Linked DNA regions of Gossypium raimondii: region 2 is linked to region 1. The links are chromatin contacts, called in public Hi-C maps. All regions are on one chromosome and are shown on one strand. Each heading gives the region's core, a stretch centred on a gene start, on an enhancer-like site or on the middle of the called end of the contact. The rest is flanking DNA. Distances are from core to core; before and after follow the strand shown. Region 1 holds the start of LOC105773531. Region 2 holds the start of LOC105772548 (lysine-specific demethylase JMJ30).

The links. A called contact is a pair of places that touch in the nucleus more often than the background predicts.
Region 2: a contact with region 1 is called in a Hi-C map of leaf, with 1.7 times the contacts expected there. The contact joins the promoter of LOC105772548 here to the promoter of LOC105773531 in region 1. A contact is called at or near these places in 2 of 2 Hi-C or Micro-C datasets (both in leaf).

What each region holds. Positions count from the first base shown.
Region 1 is chr6:27,775,145-27,782,314 of ASM2569854v1, reverse strand. LOC105773531 reads right to left here and starts at 4,574. Exons shown (of 12, transcript XM_012595512.2): 1 at 4,253-4,574; 2 at 4,003-4,143; 3 at 3,230-3,278; 4 at 2,829-2,846; 5 at 1,555-1,667; 6 at 1,367-1,480. The coding sequence starts at 4,375.
Region 2 is chr6:28,028,095-28,034,819 of ASM2569854v1, reverse strand. It overlaps LOC105772548 (lysine-specific demethylase JMJ30), which reads right to left and starts at 3,932. Exons shown (of 7, transcript XM_052632553.1): 1 at 3,321-3,932; 2 at 1,326-1,535; 3 at 496-535. The coding sequence starts at 3,806.

The DNA.
Region 1 (7,170 bases), core at 3,325-5,824:
TTCACTGAAAATGGCTTACGGAAAATGATTTCTGAAAAATGACTTACTTTTCTGGAAAAATTAATATTTTCTGGTGTTTTGATGAATCTGTGTAAAATATTTTCTTCTGTTTGGCAGGTTCCATAAAAATATTTCATAAAAGTCATTTTCAATTAAACAAACATACATTTGAGATTTTTTTAATATTTTCATTGTTTAATTGAGTTTATTTTATATTTATAATTTTATATTTTACATTGTTTTTACATATATTAAAATATTTTATTAAATTTAGATTCATGCATCGTCATGTTTTAGTTACATGACTACCAAGTGAGTATTTTTTTATTTAAAATGTGACATTAACAAAATTGACAAAAAAATTAGCAATGTCAACAATTAGACTTGATTTTCAAATCTGGAAAATAGAGGACTAAATTCTTGAAAATAAAAGTCAGAGACTAAATTACAAATTTGTGAAGAGTACATAGACTTATGACATATTTTAACATTTATACTACAAAACATTTATTATTAATATATTTATAATTGTAATAAATATTTATTATTAAAATATTAATATTGATATTTTCAATATGTGAATAATATTATTTAAAATTATTATTTTAAAATTTACTATTCAAATAAAATTGAAATATCAAATAATTTATTAAAATAATAAATTATATTAAATAATTTATTATATTAATAATTTATTATATGACTAAATATAAATAATTAAATATATATGTTTAACAATATTAAAAATATTATATTTCATATTATATTTTAATAATTTTAAATATTTTAAAAATAAAAATAAAAATAAAATTTATTATTAATATAATAATATTAAACTTGATTTAAGTTAATTTTTATATAAAAATAAAATTATCTATGGAGGAGCTCTTTTCCAGAAAATGATTACGCTTTTCAAAAGGGTAAGTCATTTTACAAGAAAAAAAGCTTATTTTACGTTGACTTGTAAGTCATTTTCTGTTGACCAAGCTATTTTCTATGAAACAAACACAGGAAAATGCAAAAAATATTTTCTGTAAAATCTTTTACATGTAAACAAACGACCCTAAAATTTGTTGTTCTAGTTACAACCGAAGCAGGACGATCTGTTTGATATTGACAGTACCAATACAAAAATTGACTTCCTTGCGTGAAAGTCTAGCATCTATATTCTACTTGGCATCATGTATTCGTACCTTAACAAGGACTGGTTGATGAGTAAGATTTATTAATATCTCATTGGCTGAAGTATATTGTATATGCATTGAAAATAGTTACCACCGGTGTTGTAGAAGGTATACTTCGACATAACAGTTTGTGCACCAAGAAAAGAAACTTATATCATCAGATATTAGTGTGAAAGACATACCTCAAAATTTCGCCTCCAAGAGCTAGAAAAATAAGGGTTTGAACTGTTCATTGACCCTTCAATAATAACTTGGACATTCATCATATCCCCAACACCAGCCACTAGTTTCTTGCTCTGAGAAAGATAAATCAATAAGAAACTAGGTAATAGTACAGATTGAATAGTACAGGGAATATGAAAAAACAAACCTCTACAAAAGCAGGTTCAAATCGATAGTTTTCAGCTACAGCCCAAATTGGTTGACCAGGGTTGGTACTAACGGATTTGTAACTAGCCAGTGCAGTTTCTATCTCGGGTATACCTAAAAAATAAAAACATCCCACTTTCTTATTCATGCAGTTTTCTTTAAAACAATTTTTTCAAACGAAGATAAGGGCAGTTGTTGGAGGAAGATGGAAAAAATTAATTCTAAATGCTCAAAACTTGCAAAAAGTGATTTATCAATAAAATTTAATTAATGCCAAAAAGAATGAATGCTGATTTGAGATCCCTTTTTCCTTGTTATGCAAATAAGATAAGTAAGCTTGCAAGAAATCTTCAAGTTCACAAAAAAAGGGAAAAAATGAAATACTATATATTAAGTTAAAACTCAGTAGTCCAGAACAGATAGAAATCAGTGCATATAGACAAAAGAAATGGATTACCTTCAAAGAATTTGTTTTAATAGGGATAATATATAGAAGATTTTTGGAAATATTTTAAAGGCAACAGCAATGATTTCTTGACAACATTCAGGGATTAAACCAAAAGGTACGTTATTATGATTGAGATAAAACTCAATAATCAGGATCTATTTAGCCGACTGTTAATGCTTCAAAACCAGCCAAGATTTATTTTGTACTCAATCCGTGCCTAGCCATCCATTGAAGTGGATGCTTCAGCCTAAGCTGACTATCTTCAATAAGCATGCAGTAATATTTAGAAATAATTACTCTTCACAATGACTTTCTGAATATTAATATTTTACCCAAACGGTGTAAACGATAAAAGAAAACAAAAGATTAAATTTGGTTTATGCACATCTACTTAGTTCAAAAAATCATATTTAAAACAATTACTTCAAATGCTGAAGACATGTCACTTTGGAATCTTGAAAATTTTGTTCTTAAAGTATCAAAGAGAAAAAAATTGTTTCAGGAGGTAAAATGTTTTGCCTCTCTCAAAAGTGAAGTTTGCAAACAAAAAAGCTTATGGTAAGATTTGTCTTCTCAATGAGGCAAATTGCTTTTTGTCTTCATTATCAGAAAATAATAAACTTGAAGTTGAGAGAAGTGTCATCCTTGAGACTTATGGTAAGATGTGTCCTACTTCTGATCCTCATTTCCAACTTCAAGCATATTTTGCTTCTGTAAATTCTTCTTTATTTCATGTTCAAGTATGTTCATATGTTAGATCTGTAATAAGATTTATGTTCTAAAATTAGAAACTATATAAAAATTAACTGAAAAAGTATGGAACTTACTAGTTGCTGCAGGTTTCTCTAGAGATCCCCAAGTTAACCAGGTAAAACATATGGCACACCCAAAACAAAAAGAAAATTAGTAAATTGCACATGGAAGAATAAAATAATAAGACTACTATTCCAATCCCATAATGCAAAATATGCTTATCTAGCCATGATGTATTACAACAAGTCATAGATGCATCATCTATCTTCCTTTCCATTCAAGAAAAATGAAAAAAAAGGGGGACGAGGTAGTGAAATTTGTTGGATTTCTGTTCTTTGAAAGGAAAATGGTAGTCAAATTCAAGAGATTCTATACAAAATAAATCCAAACTGGGAAAAAAGTTTGAGAGCCTCATTAAAGGGATAACGAACTAACTCACTTGCCCTAATAGTTAGAGCATACCAATGTATCTCACCTTGAATGACATGCTTTCCTGCTTTTAGCAACTTTAGGGAGATATCTACCTGCATGGTTTAATTCATATGTAAGCAAATAACCAACAACAATAGACTAATGTTCGTAATATTAGTACCTTATAAAATTATCTCCCATTAGGAGTTGGAATCAAACCCTGGTCTCTTCCCTATTAATTTTCTAAGCCATCCTCTATATTGTAAAAATACAAGTTTCACATGAAAATTTACTTTAGACAGAGACAGACATATGTAAAGAGTTATACTATTGACTAAAATTTTAGATCAAAATGCAGATAAAGAATGAAGGTAGAAAACAATTATAGAACTTGAAAATAATGACTAGAAATTATGAACATTCAAAGTTTAGGCTAGAAGTTATGTTTTCATGATTTGATGTGATTTGTTATCTACCAAAGTACCAAAACCACAAGAACACTCACCTTAGGATGATTTTTTTAGTCATTTTACAGATTCATTAAGGGTACTTATGAAAGCAATACCAAAGAAATATTTTCATATTTTATGAAAGAACTGCTCATACATCGCTACATTTCATGAAGACATTTTTTAAAGAAAGAAATCAAAGCCAGTTCCCTCAAGGCATTGATTAGCAAGATCCACATCTAAATTCTACCATAAAAGATGGTTGATCTCTATGTTTTCTTTTCTTTTTTCTTTTTATTGTTACTTAGATGACTCGTATTACAATTTACATAAACGCAATGAAAGTTCAGGGATAAAATAATGCTGAAGAAATGGGAAAATAAAGAACCTGAACTTGACCAGCCAAAACGACAGCAGTACCAATAAGAGAAGAATCCTGCATGATGTCGTTTAGACCTTGGTCTCCCCATTTACATTCTACTCCAGGAAAATGCTGTTTGGCTATCTCAACAGCTCTTCTCGAAGATTCCTTCTCGGTATGAACCACAACATCATTACCATTTCAATATACAGCAAAAAGAATACAAATATATATACATTTTCAAAATATTGAGTAAGAAGAAAGGGGAAAAAGAAACCTCTGAACGGCTCCAGATATATTTGAGGCAGAAGAGATGTGAGATCTCGGCGAGTCTCGGGATGTATTGAGTTTTTACAAATATTCCAGCCCCCAGAACCGCGATTTGTGGAAGGGTAGCCATTTTTGAAGGATCTTACTTTTTTAGCAAAAATTTAGATAGATCGATCTTTTACGATTTTGTTATGTGGGGGTTTGGAGTTTGAAGTTTGAAGTCGACTGCAACTGCAATGTGGTCAGAGGAAAAGAATGCGTTTGGAAGTTGAGAGGGACGCAGAAAATTCTAACACGAGCTACCAAAAACGAGCCTTCAGTGGGATCACAAATATAATAACAGTTAGATTATCCCATAGAAAATCTGAACCACTAGAAAAAAAAAGGAAGAAAATTTTGAGCATAAACCGGTATTTGCCGGTTCTAAGTAAAGAAAAAAAAAGGAGGCTTTTTGTTCTTTCTTGTTTTTATTCGGGAAAGAAAGAGAAGCTTTCCGTTTCTATTCCACAACAAAAGTTTTCCCTTAGCTTATGTGAATTAAGGTTGCATTTGGGTTTTGTTTTTCGTACCCTTTTCTACGGATGTTTAAACTTCGATTAAAATTAAATTAATTGATTAAACTGATCTAATTTAGTTAATCAATGGTTAATCGATCTAGTTTGGTCAGAGATCGATAAGGATTTTTTGAAATTTCGATTAACAGTTAATTAACTGAATTAATTGAACTTAATAAATAACATTATATATTATATGTATTAAACTATTCTAATTCGATCAAATGAATATTGCCAATTTTTTTTTTGATATGTTTTATACCTTTTTAACCAAAAAAAAAACAAAATATATATTTCGGTTAATTTGGTCCAAATTAACCGAAATATTTCAGTTCACTTAATTTTTTTGAAAAGTTTTTGGTTCGGTTAACAATTAAAGGATTAAAAAGTTTGGTCAATTTGATTAATACTAGTTCGGTTCGGTTAATTGTTTGAACACCCCTACCCTCTTCTTCCTCTTCTTTAACAAAATCTAGGATTACATTCGATAGCGCAAAATTCTTCTTCACGACAAGTGTGAAGTTAAGAGCTAGGTTCTTGAAACTTGACCGAAAATCCTTTCAAAAAAACTTGTGATTTATAATTTAGTGAGTTCTAGGATTTGTAAAATAGGGGTTTTCTTGATTAAGTGATGGAATTAGTTTGCTATGAGGTCTAACTACTCGTGCAAAAGCCAAGCCAAGATAAACTTGATCATACAAGACATTATGTGATGAGGACTTTAGCACCTTCAAGGAAGTGAAATTGAGGTTAAGGGTCTGTTTGTTTGATTGAAAATGGTTTCCAAAAAATAATTTCTGGAAAATAACTTATTTTTCTTGAAAAATTAATTTTTATAGTGTTTGGATAAATTTGTACAAAATATTTTCTGTTGTTTAGTAGATTTCTTGAAAATATTTCATAAAAGTTGTTTTAAATGAAACAAAAATACATTTGAGAATTTATTATCTTTTCATTGTTTAATTAAATTTATATTTACATTGTTTTTACATATATTGTAATGATTTATTTATAAATAAATACATCAAATTAAATATATAATAGTACTTAATTATTAACCTAGAATATTAATAGTCATAAATTGAAAACAACCAAAGTGGATAGATGATTCTTAATTATGTTATAAAAAATAAAAATAAAAACAAAGATTGAATAGTAATAAATTAGCTTCTAAATCACAATTAATACTACAAATTAATAATATTATCCAAGTGCATAATTAGTAATACACCACATGATAACTAAAATATTGCCCAAGTGCATAACTAGTATTACACCGCATTAAAGCATCAACATCTTTAACCTTGAGAAAATTTTTGAAATCAAATTTTTGTATGCTTCATACTTTCAACTAAGAAAGTTTTGGCCTCGGATTCATAACCCACAAGATAATCAAACACACTATGAAGAAAATCGTCATCAAATCCTTCCACTTCCATGGACATCACTTCTTATTAAAGAAGTGGTGTTTATCCGTAGTAAATTGTTCCAATGCATTAGCAATCTTACCAAATTGTTCACCTACAAATTTAATTTGTTCATCGACGACACTTTCTTAAGCATTTTTCTCTTTTACGTTTAGATGTGCCGGATGAACATACTTTTGTTCTTACCTCCTCAACTTTCTCATTGTCGTAGTCTACAGGCACTGAATCTTGGTTACCATTATCCAAGTCTATGTCAGCAAATGTTTTAGCAAAACTCCCTATCGTCATATCGTCATATCATTTCATCATAATGATCAACGCTTTTTCTCAAAAATGGTTCATACTTCTTGTATGCCTATTAGATATTATACACAACTAGAATACCAAGTAAAAACAACTAAAATATATTTAACATATATATACATATATTACCATCATTATTGTATCATATGTCGCTCTATCGCATATGATCATTTTCATGTTATCATCCCATCGAAAACCACATTTGCTCTATTAGATGATTTTTCACATGCTTATCATCATATTGAACTTGGAATCTTTCAGAAATAGTTGTAGCAACTCGATTAAAAGAAATTTCTTTGAAAGTGTTAGAAGACTTATTTCCTTTTTGGGCCTCCTCTACTAGAATTTCGAGAAAAAGATATCACATCGATTTTGTCCACCTAAATTACTTTATTGTCCCTTCTTTGTTACCCTTACCCATTCTACATTAATAATTGACATTGTCGATAATTTTAAAATCCAACAAGCTTAAAACATAATAATTTCAATATCCAACAATAATTTCAATGTCAATATCCAACAAACATTAAAAAAAATAACAATTTTAATACTAAAACATGCATAACATAGAAACATTAACCCTGAGCCCTAAACCTACCTAATGGTTCTAGCCATATAATCAGTCCACATAGTGTGTGCAA
Region 2 (6,725 bases), core at 2,683-5,182, 250 kb before region 1:
GCAAGAATATTATGAAAAGATTCTAACTAGATTATGGCATTACCCATGATGTGGGTGGAACAAAAACTTATATAACAAATGTATTTATAAAAAAAGTAATAAAAAAAATAACTGAGACTTTGGTTGAAATAGTGAAGTTAAGTTATTAAAGTCAGATGTTTTAGGTTCAAACCTTATTTTGTGCATTTCTCTAGATTTTACATAAAACATAAAAATGGCAAAAATAGTCATATTAATGTTTGTTATTTTATTAAAGGAACAGGTTTCCGGTAATTTCCCAATTGAGTTGGGACTGGGTTAATGGGTGACACTGACCCAATCAGCCCTTTAAATAATAGTGTACGTACAAGAATTCCTTTTTGTTTTGTTGCTGAATAAATGATGAAAGCTTGTTTAATTCACCAAACACCCAACTACAACGTTCCCTGAAAGATTCATCCGTCAAAGGAAAGATCTGAAGCTTTTTTCCATTATGATCATTAAGAATCCTATTACCTGGAGAAGGATTCCATTGCTCAACTAAATTGCCTGAGAACTACACATGATCACATAATCATTAGTCAAGCAAAACAAAGTAAGCAAAACGATATGATAACTGACGGATTAAGAAGGGTTGGGTTTAGTGGAAAGCTTAAATATTTGCAAATACTGGGTGTGAGCCCACTTGATTGTCTGATTGTAACAAGGTAAGTACATTAATCTAGATGTAGAAGGATATCTGGGTTCAATTTTGGCAATAATGGCTCCATCCGCTAAGGAATAATAATTAGTTGGGATACACTAGAAGATCAACCATTTAGTAACCTTACAATCAAGAAAACACTCAGGTACGTGACTCTTTGCAAGTGCCTCAAGATTGAGTAAATTCATTACAATGCCCACAAAAAAAAAAAACTAAAGCATAAGGATCTTTAACCTAGCAATCGCTCATTGAGCATATGAAGACACAAATTGCCTTCGGAACCAAACTAAAACCATCAGGATCTATGTAAGAATACAAAAAAAGATGAGCCACAAACCCACATTAGATTATCAAGATCCACACAAGAATGCGCCTTAGCTTAAATGCTGTGAGAAAATAATTAAGATCGGTAACAGAGAAATATTCCCAGTTAAGTGACTTAATATGTAGAAAAGATCAAATAAATATGTTTAAAAGATCAAATTATGTAGAAAAGATCAGATAAATTACTGTTTAAAAGAGAAAATAGTATATATGCAGGTAGGAGAACATATGTGAGGAAGAGATAATGTACCAAAGCATTTGTTACAGATTTGATCTCTACTGAATTTTGAAAAAAAAAAAAAACAGGAAGATTAATCACCTCAACTGGGACAGTACGATCACCAGCAATCCTTCTTAAATAATCCATATCATTCCACCTTGTCCTAGCTGGCCAGTGAGCCATACAATCAGTAATTATAACTGGAGAACCTGAGAGGAAATATTCACATAGAAATGCCTCCAAAGATAGGGCGGACCTCTTCCCCACAATCTTGGAAGACAATGACCTTATTGGTAAAATTTGTAGCACCTATAGGATCAGAACGAAACAGAAACAGAGATTAAACTCAGATATCATGCTACCATACCAATTTCTCTTTATCAGAAATATTCAACCATCCTATTCAAAAAATAATAAATTACAGGAAAAAGGAGCTAGCCAACATGATAAAATGATGTAAACTATTATTTATGTATGTAAGTATATAAAAGAACTAAAGAAATGATAAATGGACAAGTTACCCTGTTTTTACTTTGAAGAATAAAATAATACACACAGCTACAACTTCTGAAAGTAGCATATCACGGTTATACCCCCTTTTCCTTGTGAGCATGTGTCTGTATGTGATGGTTATTGTTCATTTTTAACAAAATAAAAATAAGAAACACCGTTGTTAAACTACCTGGTGGATCCTTGTACTATAATTTTAGGAGCTAATATGTAAAATTATAAACGACAGTAAAGTTATGGTGTTAAAAGATGCTGACTTGTCATGTCTAAAGTAAGCAAAATTTAGTCCTTGTGGCGTTTTGAAAATGCTGAATTTTAGTTTTATATATTTTTCCAGATCACTTTAAAATACAAGTCAGAATTTTTTTTAACATTCAAGGTTACCTCATTGTTTCAGAATTAAATAGACCAGGACCAAAAAAAAAAAAAGAGAGAGAGAGAAAGACCAAGACAATATTACTCAGTTTTATAATAGAGAGCCTATTTACACTTCAATCTATAATCCAGGGACTTGTGGGGTAGTTTAACCAATAGAATCCACATAACAAGTCAGCGATAGATGGAAACCATGGTATTTATATTGTAAGCATCAAATCAAACTTAACCACAAAGAGAAGAAAAAGTAAAATTCTATTGATAATATCCTCAATGTTTTATTCATTTAAGGCACAAGCATAGATGAAGCAAGAATCAAACCATCAATACATACTCGGAAAAGAAAAATAAAATTGTTATAAATAGTATTTATTTATACTATATAGAATGTGTCTAATTGAGCTAGTGTCACTAGTTAAAAGCGCAAACTCGGTAAGAAAAGTACAAAAGAAGACCAAAAATTATGTTATAATAACAAAATGGAATTAGAGGAATTTAGGTCCTCTAACTTTAAAAAAGATGTCTACCCACTCTGTTTTTATAATTATACAACAAATCAGATGGACGCTGAACTCTCATAAGCATAAGAAACTCAAAGGGATTCTGCATTTGAGCATTTTCTTTTTCTTCCAATAATCTGATGAAGTAAAAGTTTGTTCTAACACATCCACAAGGGAATCAAACAACAGACACTATAATCAATTCACAGAAGAGAAAAACTAAAACTTCATATAGTTTTTGAGTTTTTATTGACATTAAATTTGTTCTGAAGTTGATAAAAAGCAAAAGAAACTAGTAAAACTCATAATCTCATTCAATTAGAAAATGTAACCCGAATTCATGTATAAGTATATCTTATTATTAAATACTAAAAGATCAAAAACTTTCATTGTCAACTATTAAAAAGTATATTCTAGCACGCATCCAAACATGCTTTTGGCTTCAATATCAAAAGCAATCTCCACAAGGAAACTACAATAAACCCTAAATTTAACCAATTAACATTATAACTATGTTTATACTATCATAAACATTATTACTAATCATGATTAGTTAAGATAATATTACAACAATTGGTTTTTCATTCCAAGGAAGAAGAACATTTTCAATGCATTTTTCTATCTATAAGTACAGTCTGTCTTTAACAATATCCAATTTCATTAGAACAAGCAAAAGATTTTTTTTTTAAATGTAGAAAACGAACCTTACCTCGGACTTATCGAACTCCTGTGGAGAAATCAGCAATCGGGACCCTGCCTCTCCGTGACCTTCTTTATCATCATCAGCTACTCCGTTATGATAGTGCCTGGACTTGGCGGCCAAAACGACTTCGATTGCGGAGTCCAAATCTTTCCTAAGCAAAGGACCGCCCATTATGATGCCCATGTCCAAAGACCTAAGAGCATCTCTGAACTCACCATTGGAGAAATGGAATTTGGCCACATGTAGGCAGGCCATGGAGTAAGCGTCACGCCAGACGGGGAGAACAGAGTGCCAAGGACCGGAGTGAAGTTGCTCCCAGGCCATCTCACATGCGGCCTCGGCAGCGCGTTGGTCGCCGGCAGCGGCTAAAGTGGCCATGCGGGTAAAAGCGTAGCCTCCATGGGAGGTGATGGATTGGAGGAGGGCAGGGGACTCGGAGTCTAGAGTTGGGGTTGAAATGGCGGTGGCGATGTTGGCGGCGGGGGAGGACATGGGTGAAGGATGGCAGTTAAAGTGTTGCAGTGGTATTTTTGGGGAAGATAGTTGGTGGTGAAGGACAGGTAGGTGCGGCAATGCCCTTTTTAATGATTAGTCAAGACTTTTGGGGCTTTGGAGGAAGATATTTGATGAGATATTTACATAATAGATTATGAAACTCAATCCTTTTTTTAAGTCTACAATTTTCCTTTTCTTTCCTTCTAGAAGCTACGGTTTCTCTTTTAACATTGAAAACGAAATGCAAGTAAATTATAGTATTACTAAATTTTATCATGCCTACAATAATTATTATAGGTTTTGATAAGAATTTTCATGTGTCTTTTAATTATTTTTATGACATTAACTAAGTCATTTATTTTGTACTTTTCTCTCTACCTTATGAATTTTTAAAATAAAATCTCGATTCGAGAATCTTAAATTAAAATTATAAATCAATTTAATTTGCTATAGAAAAAAATCAATAAAAGGAACTAAAACAACTCTTTTCATCTATTCTTCTAAAACCAACGTAAACTAATAACAACAAAGAAATTGATTCTTTAAAATATGTTTGAATTCAAGAATTTAATAGAAAATCCACTTCATCGAGATGTAGTCTTGAAGAGAATATCAAGTCGAGAGAAAATTAAGAGGATTTTAGAGTGTGAAAAAAAAGTGTTTCATGGAAATGAGAAAAACAACTTCCTCCAACTAATACTTCAAAATGAGAATTTTGCTAATATAGACTTAGTCTAATTGAAAACAACCTCTAATTCTTAAAATTATATTTTAATATTCACACATTAACACCATTAATTTTGCTAACTTTATAATCTAGTCCATAAGTCTTAATTATTAGGCTTTCTACTCAAACCCTTAATAAATCTAATTAATGCCTACACAGTAATCAATGAATCTCCATCACCTTATTGAATACATCCTCGAAATCTTCTCAGTTTAACTTCCCAAAATGACTCAGTTTAAGATATTCAGTCCAAAATTGAAATTTTTGACACCAACAAAATCGAGTCATTACAGTTTTTCTTTATAGAGTTTCAATTCAATACTTGTATTTGTTTGTGGAACAAAGTCTATTCATCATTTGATTCATGAGCTAGAGGATAGTGGAGAAGATTTGATCGGTTGAAAATAAAGTTGAAGTTATGTGAGAGTCCAAAACCAATCTTGTAGGATTCCACTAGGTAAACTTCGAATGAACTTTTGGATATGCTCCATCTATCTTTTGGGGTGATTCTCTAAATCCTAGAGCTTCAAGTTCTCTTTGAAATGATTTTTGAATCACTTGATTTTGTGGCTTGTAGACCATGTTATGATCATTTTCATAAAGGAGTGCAATTAAATGTGGGAAGTTCGAGATTACTCTATGGGTTTTACAATGGAAACATTGAATTGACTTTTCGAGACCTTTCAACTACCTTTTTGGGCTATTCTTCTGCCCAAACAATAGATCTTTGAGTCATGTTTGAACCAGTTTTTGAATCACCTGATTTTGAGGTTTGTAGCCCGTGATATGGTTGTTTACATAAAAGAATGTAGTTCATTGTGGCTAGTTCGAGTTCAATCGCAAAACAAATTATACAACTTATTATTTATAGTGACTTTGTTTAGTTGCCTGTAATCAATATACAACCTAAATGACCCATCTTTCTTTTTCACTAATAGAACTAGTGCACCCCAAGGTGACACACTTGACCGTATGAAACCTCTACCAATCAACTCTTGCAACTGTGTTTTAAGTTATTTTAATTCTATTGGTGCCATTTTGTATGGTGCAATAGATATTAGAGTAGGCCTTGGAATTAAATCAATCACGAATTCAACTTCCTATTTTGGAGATAACCTAGGCAATTCTTCTGGAAACACATCCATAAATTCATTAACAGTCGGTACCTGATCAATCTTCAATTCCAATTCTCGAGTATCAAGAATGTAAGCCAAAAATGCTTCACAACCCTTTCTGAATAATTTCTAAATAGAGATTACCGATATAATATTTGTAGCACAATCAGGTCTATTAGATTCGACAATAATCAACTCACCATTCTGACATCTTAAATCAAATTGTTTCAGCCTACAGTTTACCACAGCATCATGTAAAGTTCACCAGTCCATACCTAGAATAACATCAAATTCGTGAAATGGCAATAACATCAAATTAGCAAGAAAGTCACAACATTGAATTCTTAGTGGACACTTTTTACATATTAGATTGACTATAACACTTTGACCTAGACGATTTGTAACTCTAACATCAAATCTAGTTGTCTCAACAAGTATGTTCTTATCTGTTACTGATGCAGTGCAAATATATGAATGTGTTTGCCTAAGATCAATTAGTGCATATATAGTAACATTAAAGAAAAAGAAGGTACCAACAATAACGTTGGGTGAAGAAGGTTCTTTTCTAGCTCGAGTAGCATACGCTCGGGTAAGCACCCTAGCTTTAGACTTGACTATCGTATCTTTGGTTACACTACGATTTCCTCCAGGTGACACTGGTTTACTGTTCTGATCATTAGTAACACCAATCTTCCTCGGGTAGTTTCTCAAAAAATGCTTTGTTGAACCACATCGAAAACAGACATATGTTTTAATTCTGCATTCACTGGCATGTGATTTCCCGCAGTGCTCACAAATAGATCTAGAAACATTACGAACATTGCCAACATTGTCCACTAGAGTAGTCTGAAATATCAAATCACTCGACCTCGTCTTATTTTCCCTAAGAACCCTGATGGTGACGTGAGGCGACTAAAGGCTTCCCTCGATTTCTTTGGTGGTGGGGCTAAAAATAGTCTAGATACACTCCGTTTACTAGAGCCCCAAAATCTCATTTCTATTTGTCTCTTCTCATTACAAATTTCTTCCATCTTTTGAGCTCTTTTCGATAAAACTACAAATTCTCGTAGCTCC